3 separate regions of the Zea mays genome follow, and regions 1 and 3 are each linked to region 2. The links are chromatin contacts, called in public Hi-C maps. All regions are on one chromosome and are shown on one strand. Each heading gives the region's core, a stretch centred on a gene start, on an enhancer-like site or on the middle of the called end of the contact. The rest is flanking DNA. Distances are from core to core; before and after follow the strand shown. Region 1 holds the start of LOC100193420. Region 2 holds the start of LOC100278565. Region 3 holds the start of LOC100383860.

Region 1 (4,140 bases), core at 636-3,135, 310 kb before region 2:
TGAGGTAGCCACTAGGTGCAAGATGTTCCTGTAATTCACCATGCCTCAAGTTATCGCGTGATTTTTTTTTAAAAAAAAATAATAAAGTGTTTACCATGACAAAAAAATCAAGTTCGATTTAAGCCAATGCATTCAAACCTGCACATAGTCTGAGTAGATCTCCAATTTGATCAGAGCATCAACAATAATGCAAAAAAATCCAGACTGCATATATAATATACAGATATCAACTGAATCATACAGGCTGCCATAGAATATGCGGATGTTAAAAGACAAGTACATTTAAACAATAATGGTGTTAGTCTCAGCCAATATATTTTCCTTAATTTTTACTAAGTGTATAAGTCATCAAACAAATGCATGAAAGCATATTTAACCATCTATTATACTACACAAACTTGTCACCATATCATCGAATTATTAGTCAAAACATGGCATTAAAAAACCACATAGTGATTGGAAATAATGACTGATGAGATTAACTTACACCACAAAGAGGCACTGAAGCGGTACCAGCATGAGGACCTCCTAGAGAGATGAAATTCTTGACCTGCCAGGTGCGATCTGGATCATAACTTATTGCATAGAAAACCAGTACCAATTAAAGTGCATACAAGACAGACTAAGAACCATCCCAGCTGGCCAAGATTACATATATTGGGTTGGTAGTTTATTACTAATTTGATATTTCTAATTTAGGAAAACTCACCGGCGGTCCATCATCACAGTACTCAACCACTGCTCGACCAATCAAGTTCCCCTATGAGGACACAAAGATGAGGCAGGGTTTTAGTATAGTAGCTGCATGACCTGCATCAACTACAGAACAAATTAAACAAAAAAAAAGTAATAAAGGTTTAGCTAATAAATCATTCCCTCCCTCCCTCCCTCCCTCTTCGGTGAACAGAGGAAGTATCTCAAAGAGTTATTGTAATATGTAAAGCAAAACGAAGCACAGCAGAATGAAGGTAGCGAAATTCCTACGAGCATGAAAAAACAGCCTGCATTTTTAAGACTATGGCAAAGGACAACAAGAGGATGTAGTAGTAGAGGTCATATGAGATAGCTTGGGTACTTAAAAACCGTGAACAGGACAGCAGCACATGAGCATACCTGAGACAGACCAACTATGTTGTAGCCACCTCTCAGTTGTTTCATTTCCTTGACCTGGAAAAAAAATCAAAAGTGGCAGAGTGTAGTTTTGAACAACTCATCAAACAGCGCAAATCGGTTGGGGTGGTGACCTTGTTGCAGATTATATCAGCCTGCGGACATGATCAAATGTGTTACTGAACCAACCTATGAACATTTAATTTATAACAAGGATGAAAAGAATGTGTAGAGGATCGATGAAGACCTGTTGTTGAAGAGGCATGACCCAAGAGTCCCATGTTCCTCTGCCAATCTCTCTGGGGAAAGCAAAGCAGTTATTCCATAATAGAGCAAGGATGGCGGCAATCAGAGCGGCCAGGTAACGGGATGAGGATGAGGAGATGGAGTTGGCGAGTACAGGCAGTAGCCGTCGGAGCCGGACCAATCGGCGAGAAGTTTAGTGAACTTGGCAACGCCATGGTTGACGCACTGGTCCCCAATCCCTGCCACGGTTCCAGTTTCAATCCGTCAGCAGGATAGATAGAATCATATAATATCCACTATTATCCAGCTTGTTGCTGCCTGGGAGAGGAGAGGAGAGGAGAATCCTACCGTGCAGGACGATGAAAGGCAGGGCGGAGGTCTGTACCGCCGCAGCGAGGAGGGGGACGAGGACGAGGGCGGCGGTAGCTGTTCTCCGCATCACGAATTTTCACAGGGGGGGGCGGGGGCGACGTCGGATTCCTATTCTAGTTAGCAGCTTGCAAGGCAGCACGCTGGCGAGAACTTCCCCTTTTCCTTTCCCCAAGGGAAGACGACACGCGGCAAGGGAGACGGAGAACAACACGAGGAGGTAGGTGGGTCCACGTGTCAGTGGCCGTCAAGCTATCCTCGCGAGTCAGATTTTCGAGCTTGTTGAATCAACGAGCAGCCGAGCCGCTTTGGCTCGCGAGCTGCACAAAATTAATCAACCTATATAATAATGATGAATATTGAATAATTTTATAGATATTTGACTTGTTTTTAGTCTTTAATGATGGATATATAACAAGTATAATTTAGATTATTTATAATGTTGTGTTATGATTATTTATTTTACATTTATAGACTATTAATTCACTATATAATGCAATATTAGTTTCAAGGTGCAGCTCGCGAGTCGAGCCTCCTTTTACAGCTCGGTGAGTAGACGAGCCGAGCAGCTCGGCTCGTTTTCGACCCTATCTCAACAATGTTCTCTAAATTTCGTTCCATAAAAAAATATTTTGTCTTTTACGACACACTCTAAAAGATTTTGTTCTCTATATCTTCTTCATTTCCAGCATTATCCCCTAAAATCGGTCCTATGTACCTGATTTTACAATATACATCGTTTCTACAAAATTGTTCGTATATTACGAAATTAAAATATGCTACATAATATATATTCATTTTATGGTGAAATTACTCTTCTTCATATTTAGCCAAATAAGTTACCAGACATTTGTACTGTAAATATTTTCCTTATCGAACACGCAATCGAAATTGAATTATGGACTGGTGAAAATAATTACATTATGTAATCGACATTGGTAATATTTCTTTTCCGAAGAAAATGCTATCTAAGTATGTTTTGTAACATAAACTCTTATTGGACAAAAAAAACATAGTTGATCTCTATTTTGCTTTGGAGACATTTCGTCGAACAGGAGAGTTGTTGTCTTCATATCGGTGGTCGAGCGCCATGGTTCGTCGGAGAAGGAGCGCAGGAGTACGTCCGCCGGAGGAGGCAACAACATAGAAGGGCGTGATGTCGTCGTTGTCTGCCAGTGTCCGCTGGGCCGAAGGTGGAGCACGGGCAGTCGCCGCCCTGCGCACGGTGGTGGCCGACGTCGAACGCCGCGGCCACCATGGTGGTTCGAGCGGTTCGTCGAAGGAGCGCAGGAGGATGTGTAGCGGCAGCATCAGTGCGAGCAGAGGAAGTTCGCTGCCGTGCGCACGGCGGTGCCCGGCGTCGAACGCCGCGGAGCTGGTGGCGAAGCTGCGTCGGCTCGGCGATTCCGCCCGAGAGATGCTCACTCAGATCCGTAGACAGTCCTATATGCGGCCGACGGCGTGACGAATAAATTTACCGTCGGAGAAAAGTCAAAGGCGACGCGATAGCGGGCGATGGAGAAACCGTCCGGAGGCCTCCGCTAAATTTACCGGAGCTGATACGGATCATTGTTGTAGGGGTTACGAACAGCCTAAAATCCAGAAAAAGGTTTTCTGGATTATCATCCACGTGTAAAGCCAAACTATCTATTCATAACTTTTAAACACTATCTTACGTAATATAGCTTGTATTGTAATTGATAGCTGAAATCAGCGGCATGCATAAATAAATGGCTTTTTAAACTATGTGTGTGTTACTGAACGGGAACGGTATTCGCTCCAGTAGAGGATAGGTTACGTGCGAGTCCATGCCTGAGTTCAGATCACAAATAATATATCTGGAAAACCATTTCAAACTCTGTCAATAATTTTTGTACAGAAGAAATCACTTATACACACCATCATCGTTTCAAAGGAAAGGTCACGTGAGATGACTAGCCAAACCCTCTACTTACTCAGACAATATGCCACACTACAAACACCGGCGCACACAAACAACCATGACATGCTGGTTAACTTGGCCTTCGCCACATGATAATACCACAACAAAGTATGATCACATTAACACTATAGGCAGCTATATCAACCTCAACAACTGATAATAGCAACAATATCAAACAATCCTTCATCACCCCAGACTAGCGCGCCACCAAATTTTGACAGCAGATGATGATATGATCAGGCCAACCCCATACCACCATGAGACGTGAACATCAAAGCACTTGCCTCTATTTTGCTATCAAAGGAGAACAATTAGAGACTATCCCTGCCAGGAGTTAATGTCTTGTCCCTTGAAGACACAGTGTCGCTGTTAGGTGTTCTTAGGAGTTGGTCTAAATCATCGTCATCACTTCCCTCAAGGATCGAGGCATTGGACCCCAAGCCATCATCTGCAGCAATACCAACAAACGAAGG
Region 2 (3,876 bases), core at 370-2,869:
CGCGGAAAGGTAAATTTCAACCTGCGCCGCCCCCACCCCCTTTTATACATAGGACACGACGCTTCGGGAAACCCGCAATCCAACAGTGCGGCGTCAATCAACGGTCATATCAAAAACCCCCGCGGAACCACTTTGAGCGAGGGCAGCGTCTCCACCATCTAGCGACGCCTTCGGCACCAGATGACTTAGTCGAACTGGTCCCTCGGAGGGCAAATGTTGGGGCGAAGGCGAAGACGCTACCCTTCGCTCGATGCCTTCGCCATTCTCGCTGCACCAACAGAGGCAAAACGACTAGCAGTCTCCACCCTTCGTCCAACACACCGTAGGACGAAGGCCTACGACGAGGTCGCCCCATCCCACGCCCTTGTCCAACACGAAGGCCCACGTGCAATTCGGCCCATTGTAACAGGCCCCGCGTGGCCGCTGCGCATTACGAGCCTAATTTGTAAAGGCTTCTCTGTAATTACAGTCTGTAACCCTGCTTTATAGGAATATTCTGGGGATAACCTGGGCGCGTGAGTGCACATGCGTCCTTAATCCAAGACGCTGGGCACTCAGGCACCTATAAATACCCTCGCACAGTGCCCTTGAGAGGCGAGATGAACAGAGCAATTGCCTTCCTGAGCTAAAACCTCATTTGCATTACTTTCACTCCCCCGTTGGATCATCTTGCTCGGAAGAGTAAGTTCCAACAACCCGAACAAAATCCGACCCGCTGTCATCCCTAGAGAGGGGTGGAGAGGGGAACAGGGCGTACTGCTTAAGGAGGGTCTTGATCTTCCGAGACTTCTGCTCGACCGGGGTATGCCGCTGGCGAAGCCATCCCGCCGGCGGCGGCAACACGGAGGGACTGCTACAGAAAGGAGGGGCGTCACACGTCCGTGGACGATTGGATCAGACGCGATTCATAATCAGAGGGTGAATCGATCGCGCAACGACCTCCACGTCTACCGTAGGGAACGGCGACGACGATGTCGAAGAGAATGTAGAATAAAAGAAGCACGAGAGAAATCACAGGAGAGGCGAGGCAAGCTCCGAATCTAAGACTATCTCCAGCAGCTTACCTATACTCATATCTATATTCAAACTCCACTCTGCGAATAGTACAATCTACCGTGCAGAACTGTGCAAAACATTGTTTTTGGGTAAACTTTAGGTAAACTACTGCATATGGACTAATGCAACGATCTGCGAGCGATTAGTTGCGCGAGGTGAAGCTGTCTGAGCGTTTGCGCACAGAGGGGAGGCAGGAGCACGAGATAGATAGATAGTAGAGATTGAGAAATTTGTAATTTTGCTACTCTCAGTTTTGACTTCCTATTATTATGCCATATCGTGTTTATGATTGGTGGGATTATCTGTGTTTATTATTTGTGAATCTGATGACATATTGTCGAAGCCTATAAATGATAATGGCAAAATGGCTGTAGAGATTAAAAAAACAAATGTTGTACACTACGAATGCCAATGCCCGTGTGCATGTTGTTGTCTGGAATCGATAGACACCTGTGATGTGCCTGTGCCCGGTAAAATTTGTGGAACCGTGTGCTCGTTGGCCAAAGCAAACTTGCAGAAAATGAGCAGCAGATTATGGGCTGCGCAGGCTCTAACCCGGCCCAGAAACTTCCCCGCCTCCCCCGCGCTCTTCTTTGTTGCTGTTGTTGTTGTTGGGCAAATCAGTAGGGTTTTTGGTTTCGCCGGTCTTCGCTTCGCTGCCGCCATGGCGTCTCCTCCCGAGCGTGAGGTCGCCGCACTCGAGAGCTGCTTCCGTGCCCTCTCCGCGGCTGACGCCGTCCCAGCGGTTGTCGACTGCGTCCTCGCTTCCTCCGCCTCGTCCTCCCCTTCCCAACTCTTCCACGCGCTCCTCCGTTCCTTTCCTCCCTCCCAGGTTGTTTGATTGTTGGCTTGCTGCAGCTGCTTTCGCTTCCACTTCAACTAACATCAGTTGATTGCTCTCTTCTTCCCAGCGGGAGCAGGGTCTCCAAGCCCAGTCTGACCGTCATGCCGCCATCTGCCACGCCGCGGCGCTCCGCCATTTGCTCGCGCAACTCGGTCGCAACCCCTCACTAGTCCCTTGCATCCTCTTCCTCTCTGGTTAACCACAATGCCTAATTTATCGCTTTGTTTCGGCTTTCAGACAGCCCCCCTAAGGTTAGGGAGGCTCTGCGCTTGCTGCTGTGGAGGGTCTTCCTGCCCTTGCTCCAGGATATCATTGAACCCACTCATCCTGCCCACTTTGACCTGGTGCCTGCTCCTCCCCACTTAACTTATTTTGCCTTGTGTAGCCCCCCCCATTTGCTTATGTATGCATATATGTACCCTGGGTTCGCCCTGGTGTCTCAGGTAATCGAGATGATGTGCAATGCAGTCTCTGACACTGGATGCTGGGACCTGCTTGGAGCTACAATAGTATCATTCTGCATTCGGTCATCTGTTGTTGCCATGGGTTTGTCCGCCGCAGACGCCAACTCTATACTTTACCAAAGTATAATGGAAGCGGATTTTCCTGCGGAGACTCTCTCATGCCTACTACCGCTCTCCAATTCAAGCAGTGTGTTAGCATCATTGCTGGTGGACATGCTGGAGAGGCGAAGGACTATACCTACCTCCCAGGAAGGTGCTGCTGATCTAGCTGCATTGGTTCAGAATTTGACATGGGACCTTGCCAAGTTGGTACTCAAGATGTTTACACATGCTCAAGAGTATCGGTCTTGTGCCACTCGGGTCCTTCTTCAGCCTGTACTCATATCGCTTACAGATGTTTCTTCTGTCACTGTATCGTTTGGTGCAGTCCAGCATAAGCTATCGAGGTTGCTTAGAGTCCATTTCTTTGGCAACTATGCAGTTGTTAACTCAAATTGCTCCAACTCAAGTTATCTCTTGCCTGCAGGTTTGGTTTCCTAGAATGTATATGGAATTCCTGTATTTCTCTATTTCCTTTGGGGCCTGGTGAGCGGCTTGATGCATACAGAATACTCTCTGTATACTTCTCAACACTGAAATCAGGACATCAAGCCGCTGTCTTGGGAGTTGGCATTGTCCAGGAATTTGACCTTAAGAATGTCAGTGAATTCTGGGATGAACTGCGCAGGGGACTGGTGAGCCTTTCCACTGCGCACCATTTTTCATAGTTGCATGTACTCAAATTTGGAATTTGTGCTAGAACGTTGCTGGTCATTGTTATGTTGCAGTGACATCTGTACCTTTCTATACACCAGGTTGACAAGGATTCTTTAGTAAGGAAACAGGCCTTCTATGTCTTGACAATATCACTTAGCATCTTTACCTCTTCATCTGGAAATGATAGCTGCCAGCATTTTTCCAGTAGGAGCCCAGCTGCTTTGCCTGCTCAAATCAAAGCAAATGCTGGGGAAACAAAAAGGGAAAGGTGGGCTAACAAAGAAGCCAAGTCCCTTGGTGTTGGAGAGATGGACCAATCAGGTGAAAATTGCTCAAATGGTCAAGATCGGTGGAAGGTCTTTTTGTTACTCTATGAGATGCTCCAGGAGTATGGCACACATTTAGTTGAAGCAGCTTGGACACACCATGTTAGTTGGTTTCATCATGTTTCTCTTATCAAAAGCTATGAACAATATGTTATTTTTATTGATACTAGCCCTTGATTTAATACCTTTAGTGCTATGTAGGCAAGTGGAAATGGCACATCAGTACAATAATTGTTTATACAGGCAATTTTAGCTTACATTGCGTTGGTTGTCCAAAAACCATATTCAGGTAGTGCGGCTGTTTGAGTGTACGCTACAAAATGACTATCTAAATCACACCTCCTGTGGAGCCTTTCATGCTCAGATGGAATCTTGGGAAAGAATTTTGTACTGGATGGCAGTTTTGTGGGAGCGTGGGTTCAGTCATGAG
Region 3 (3,876 bases), core at 1,312-3,811, 290 kb before region 2:
AGCATATTTGAAGATGAGAGCTATGCAGGTGGTAAGCATGAAACAATGAGAAGTAATAGGCTTGGAACTGGTGATATGTAAATACATGGGCAAAACAAGAAAGAATCATTAGTGCAGAAGGTTAGCCTTAAATCCATGTTTTTTTCCTTGATGTGTCACCATTATATAAAAAATAACTACAGCTACCTTCAACGGTAAAAGAATAATATGTTTTACCTCAATTAAATTCTTGTCAACGCTTAGTTTGTTGAGTGTCAGAGTTCCTGTTTTGTCACTGCAAAGGACATCCATTCCAGCCATTTCTTCTATGGCAGTCATCCTCTTGGTAATGGCACCCTGCAAACCACCAAAATGGGGGGAAGGCTAAAGCAAAGAACATAGCTGCCTAGTTAAACTCTTCCACCAGAGAATTCCGACAGAACCTGCTGTGCTAGTTTGTGTGATCCAATAGCCATAGTGACAGAGAGAACCGTGGGCATGGCAATTGGAATTCCTCCGATAAGAAGCACTAGGAGGTTATCAACAATCTGACGGTATTCTCTTGCATGAATAGCGTACATCACGATTAACTCAATAGTCATTCCAGCAGCAATTGAGCAAATGCAGAAGTTTCCAATTGATGTGAGAACCTGAAAGACATCCATTAAATGCAACCAAGATCGCAGATTCAGCAACAAAATAATAGATTGCAAAATAGAACTGAACCATGTAGATCAGGTGAAATATAAGTTTTCAAGAGGTATGGTAGAAATAAGATGAGACTAAGAAAAGAGACACTGGTTGCTGAAGACTAACCTTCTGAAAGTGGCCAACATGAGTGGTTGACTCAACCAGATGAGCTGCTTTTCCGAAGAAAGTATGGATTCCAGTGGCAATAACAACTGCTTCTATTTCACCTTGCTTACAGGTTGAACCAGAGTAGATCCCGTCACCAGGTTGTTTGGTTACAGGTAGCGATTCTCCCGTAAGTGCAGACTGCAAAGTATAATCCCTTATGTGTTTTAGTGTCTCATGTAATTTTCATATCAGAATATTTTTTTTTCCGCTCTACCAAGAACACTATGATTGAGACACAAGAAAGACCTGGTCAATTTTCAGCGGATCTCCCTCGAGAAGACGCGCATCTGCCGGAATGATGTCTCCAAGTTTAATGCTGATTATGTCACCGGGCACCAACAAAGATGCGTCCATTTCACTCCAGGTTCCATCACGTAAAACCTAGAAAATGAGTGTAACATGATGAAAAGCAGTATTGAGAAGAAAAAGGAGTGGTAAGTAGGGTGTGGGGCTTACCTTGGATTTTGGTGCGAGGCGGGCCATAAGCGCAGCAGCAGCATTCCCGGCATTGTTTTCCTCTATGAAGCTAATGGTGGAATTGATAATGAGCAGTAACATAATTCCGACAAAGTCATGGTAGTCTATCCCCATTGGCTGCGTGAAGATAGATATAGATGATTACTTAGGATGCATAGTGGGGAAAGAGGGACTGTGAATTGTCTGTGTCTGGTGAATGAGTGTGTGGGATGGATGATTACCTTTCCCCTAACATCTCTGCCGCCATGAGCAAGGGCGATAGCCATTATGGCTGCTGCCTCCATGACCCAGGAAAGGGGGTTCCACATGAAGCCCAGGAACTTGAGCACTTTGCTTTCCTGCATAGTGAATTAGTGACTACTGATTAGTTGGTCAGCGGTGGTGTCAGTCTAAGTGAACGAAAGAAGGTTGACTAGCTAGACGGATGCCATGTCATGTTAGCAGAGCAGCTAGGCACCTGCTTCTCTTCCAGCTTGTTGTAGCCAAAGGCGTCGATCCTATCCTGGGCAGCGGCGGAGGTTAGGCCGTCGCGGGTGCATTTGAGATGCTCGAAGACCTCCTCCACAGGGACATGCTCCTGTGACGGCGAATGACATTGGTACCATCATCGCCATCGGTAGTAAATTTGAACTTTGAAAAGCAAATTAAAGGAGTGGGAATGGAACGGAGCTGTGCGAAGTGAAACGAACCAGGTCGACGGTTTCGTTGGTGATAGCGTCCATGCCGAGGGCATTGGCGTTGGCGTCCATGGTGGGGAGATCGATGGAGGTAAGCTAATCGGAGCCGGAGGGGCATATAAGGAGGCGCAGCTAGATGGCGACGATGGGCATACGCACCTCCGCCTCCGACTGCGCGTCCACCTCCTCTTTGGGCCGCCAACACCAACGGCCATCGGGCTTGGCTCCATCGATGTGGATTTGGCCTTGTCTGCATCCTAGGTCTCGCCGTCGGCGGTGCCTTCTCGCTCTCGCCGCCTCCCCCTCGGTCTCTTTCTTTCATGCGCCGTCCCCCTCGACTCCCTCACCTGTCCCCTCGGATAAGCTACGCAGCACAGCACAGCACAGCAGTGGGGATCGATGAAGCAAAGAGTGGATGGATGGGAGAGGAAGATGCGTAGGGTACGGACGGGCTGGGGTTCGACAGTAGTACAACCAGCAAATCAAATCTCTCCAACCTTCCAACCAATTGCAATTGATGGAGAGGACGGACGGACGGACGCAAGGAAGACGACGACGGTGACGTGGCGGTCAACGAACCGGCTGGCAATGGATTAATAATCGTCATCGCAATCATCACCGCCACACTTAGCTGACTGCTGTGTTTACAGCCCACAAACAATTGATGTCTGTATATATATTAGAAAACGTATATAGACAACACAAACAAACATATTATATAGTGGTTTGTCTATTTATATTGTCTACATAGTTTAAAATTTGTGAAGGATAACACAAACTGTCATTATATATCACTTATAATATTGACCTGGACAACCGTGGCTTCTGGTGGTGCTGCTAGTTGTGAGCACGAGCCCGTGCTCATCGCTTCATCAGACGACGAAACAAACGGAGGTGTTTTCGTAAAAAAGGCTTGAATAAATACGACTGGTACATACACTGTGTCTGTATGTGCCCTTAATAGTCATTTTGATCATTAATTTAACTAATTTGCTCTCTAACCATATTACAAAGATATATACACTTCTCCAATATTTTATTAAATTGTAAGATAATTTTAGACAATACTCTTGTAGGACCAACTAGTTCAAATATATTATTACTTTTGTGATTAATATACTAAGGTTTTAGCAAGCAGATCGTGCATATGACCGTGAAAAAAATGTCGCCTTGTAGATTGTATTGTACTGTTTACATAGTGAACTTTGAAATAGAAGATTGGATAAGTAAGGTTGCTTGAAATGGCCTAAGGGATGTTTGGTTGCTCGAACTAAATTTTAGTCTTCGGATGTTTGAATGTCACTTCGAGTATTAAATATAATTAATGAGTCGAGGGTACAGAAGTGTACCACCGATAAAATTTGGTAGGAGACTTTGGCGTGTTGGCCTTCTACTTACCACATACGTTGGATCCAACATGGTTGTGAGAGTACCTAGAGGGGGTGAATATGTAATCCTGTAAAAACAGCTCAACAAAAACAAACCTGGTCTAAAGTGGATTAGTAAAATCAAAACTAAGTTCGGATAAAAAGCGAGAGAAGAAAGAACTTCTTCACTTAATTGCTCTCACATAATGGGTGTTAAACTTAGAGCAATATTATAAGTGAAGAGGCGTGCTAGAAAGAATAGAATCGTGGTAAAGTGAAACAGATAGGTGACACGATGATTTTTATCCCGTGGTTCGGTCAAGTGTAAAAGGCTTGCCTACTTCACGTTGTGGCGTCCCAATGGACGAGGGTTGCACTCAACCCCTCACAAGTGATCCAAATATCAACTTAAATACCACGGTTTTCTTTCTTATCTCAGTTTACCCCATTGTGAGGAATCTTCACAATTTGGAGTCTCTCACGCCTTACACAATTTGATCTCAAATAAACTCAAGAGT

Evidence for each region. A called contact is a pair of places that touch in the nucleus more often than the background predicts.
Region 1: a Hi-C map of ear shows a contact between it and region 2, with 2.0 times the contacts expected there. The contact joins the promoter of LOC100193420 here to the promoter of LOC100278565 in region 2. A contact is called at or near these places in 2 of 25 Hi-C or Micro-C datasets (ear and tassel) and 1 of 3 datasets of contacts at active chromatin or transcription factors (leaf).
Region 3: a Hi-C map of leaf shows a contact between it and region 2, with 6 times the contacts expected there. The contact joins the promoter of LOC100383860 here to the promoter of LOC100278565 in region 2. A contact is called at or near these places in 10 of 25 Hi-C or Micro-C datasets (bundle sheath, ear, endosperm and 4 more) and 2 of 3 datasets of contacts at active chromatin or transcription factors (leaf and seedling).

What each region holds. Positions count from the first base shown.
Region 1 is chr1:1,020,245-1,024,384 of Zm-B73-REFERENCE-NAM-5.0, reverse strand. It overlaps LOC100193420, which reads right to left and starts at 1,885. Exons shown (of 12, transcript NM_001245917.1): 1 at 1,705-1,885; 2 at 1,511-1,595; 3 at 1,358-1,409; 4 at 1,245-1,265; 5 at 1,114-1,167; 6 at 710-760; 7 at 488-550; 8 at 139-204; 9 at 1-28. The coding sequence starts at 1,795. It overlaps LOC100216975, which reads right to left. Exons shown (of 4, transcript NM_001143355.1): 4 at 3,562-4,115. The coding sequence ends at 3,979.
Region 2 is chr1:705,703-709,578 of Zm-B73-REFERENCE-NAM-5.0, reverse strand. It overlaps LOC100278565, which reads left to right and starts at 1,619. Exons shown (of 34, transcript NM_001350000.1): 1 at 1,619-1,888; 2 at 1,968-2,052; 3 at 2,138-2,244; 4 at 2,344-2,810; 5 at 2,891-3,098; 6 at 3,219-3,548; 7 at 3,736-3,876. The coding sequence starts at 1,721.
Region 3 is chr1:1,001,591-1,005,466 of Zm-B73-REFERENCE-NAM-5.0, reverse strand. It overlaps LOC100383860, which reads right to left and starts at 2,561. Exons shown (of 19, transcript NM_001362173.1): 1 at 2,004-2,561; 2 at 1,772-1,891; 3 at 1,536-1,652; 4 at 1,294-1,431; 5 at 1,084-1,218; 6 at 796-975; 7 at 423-629; 8 at 217-336. The coding sequence starts at 2,063.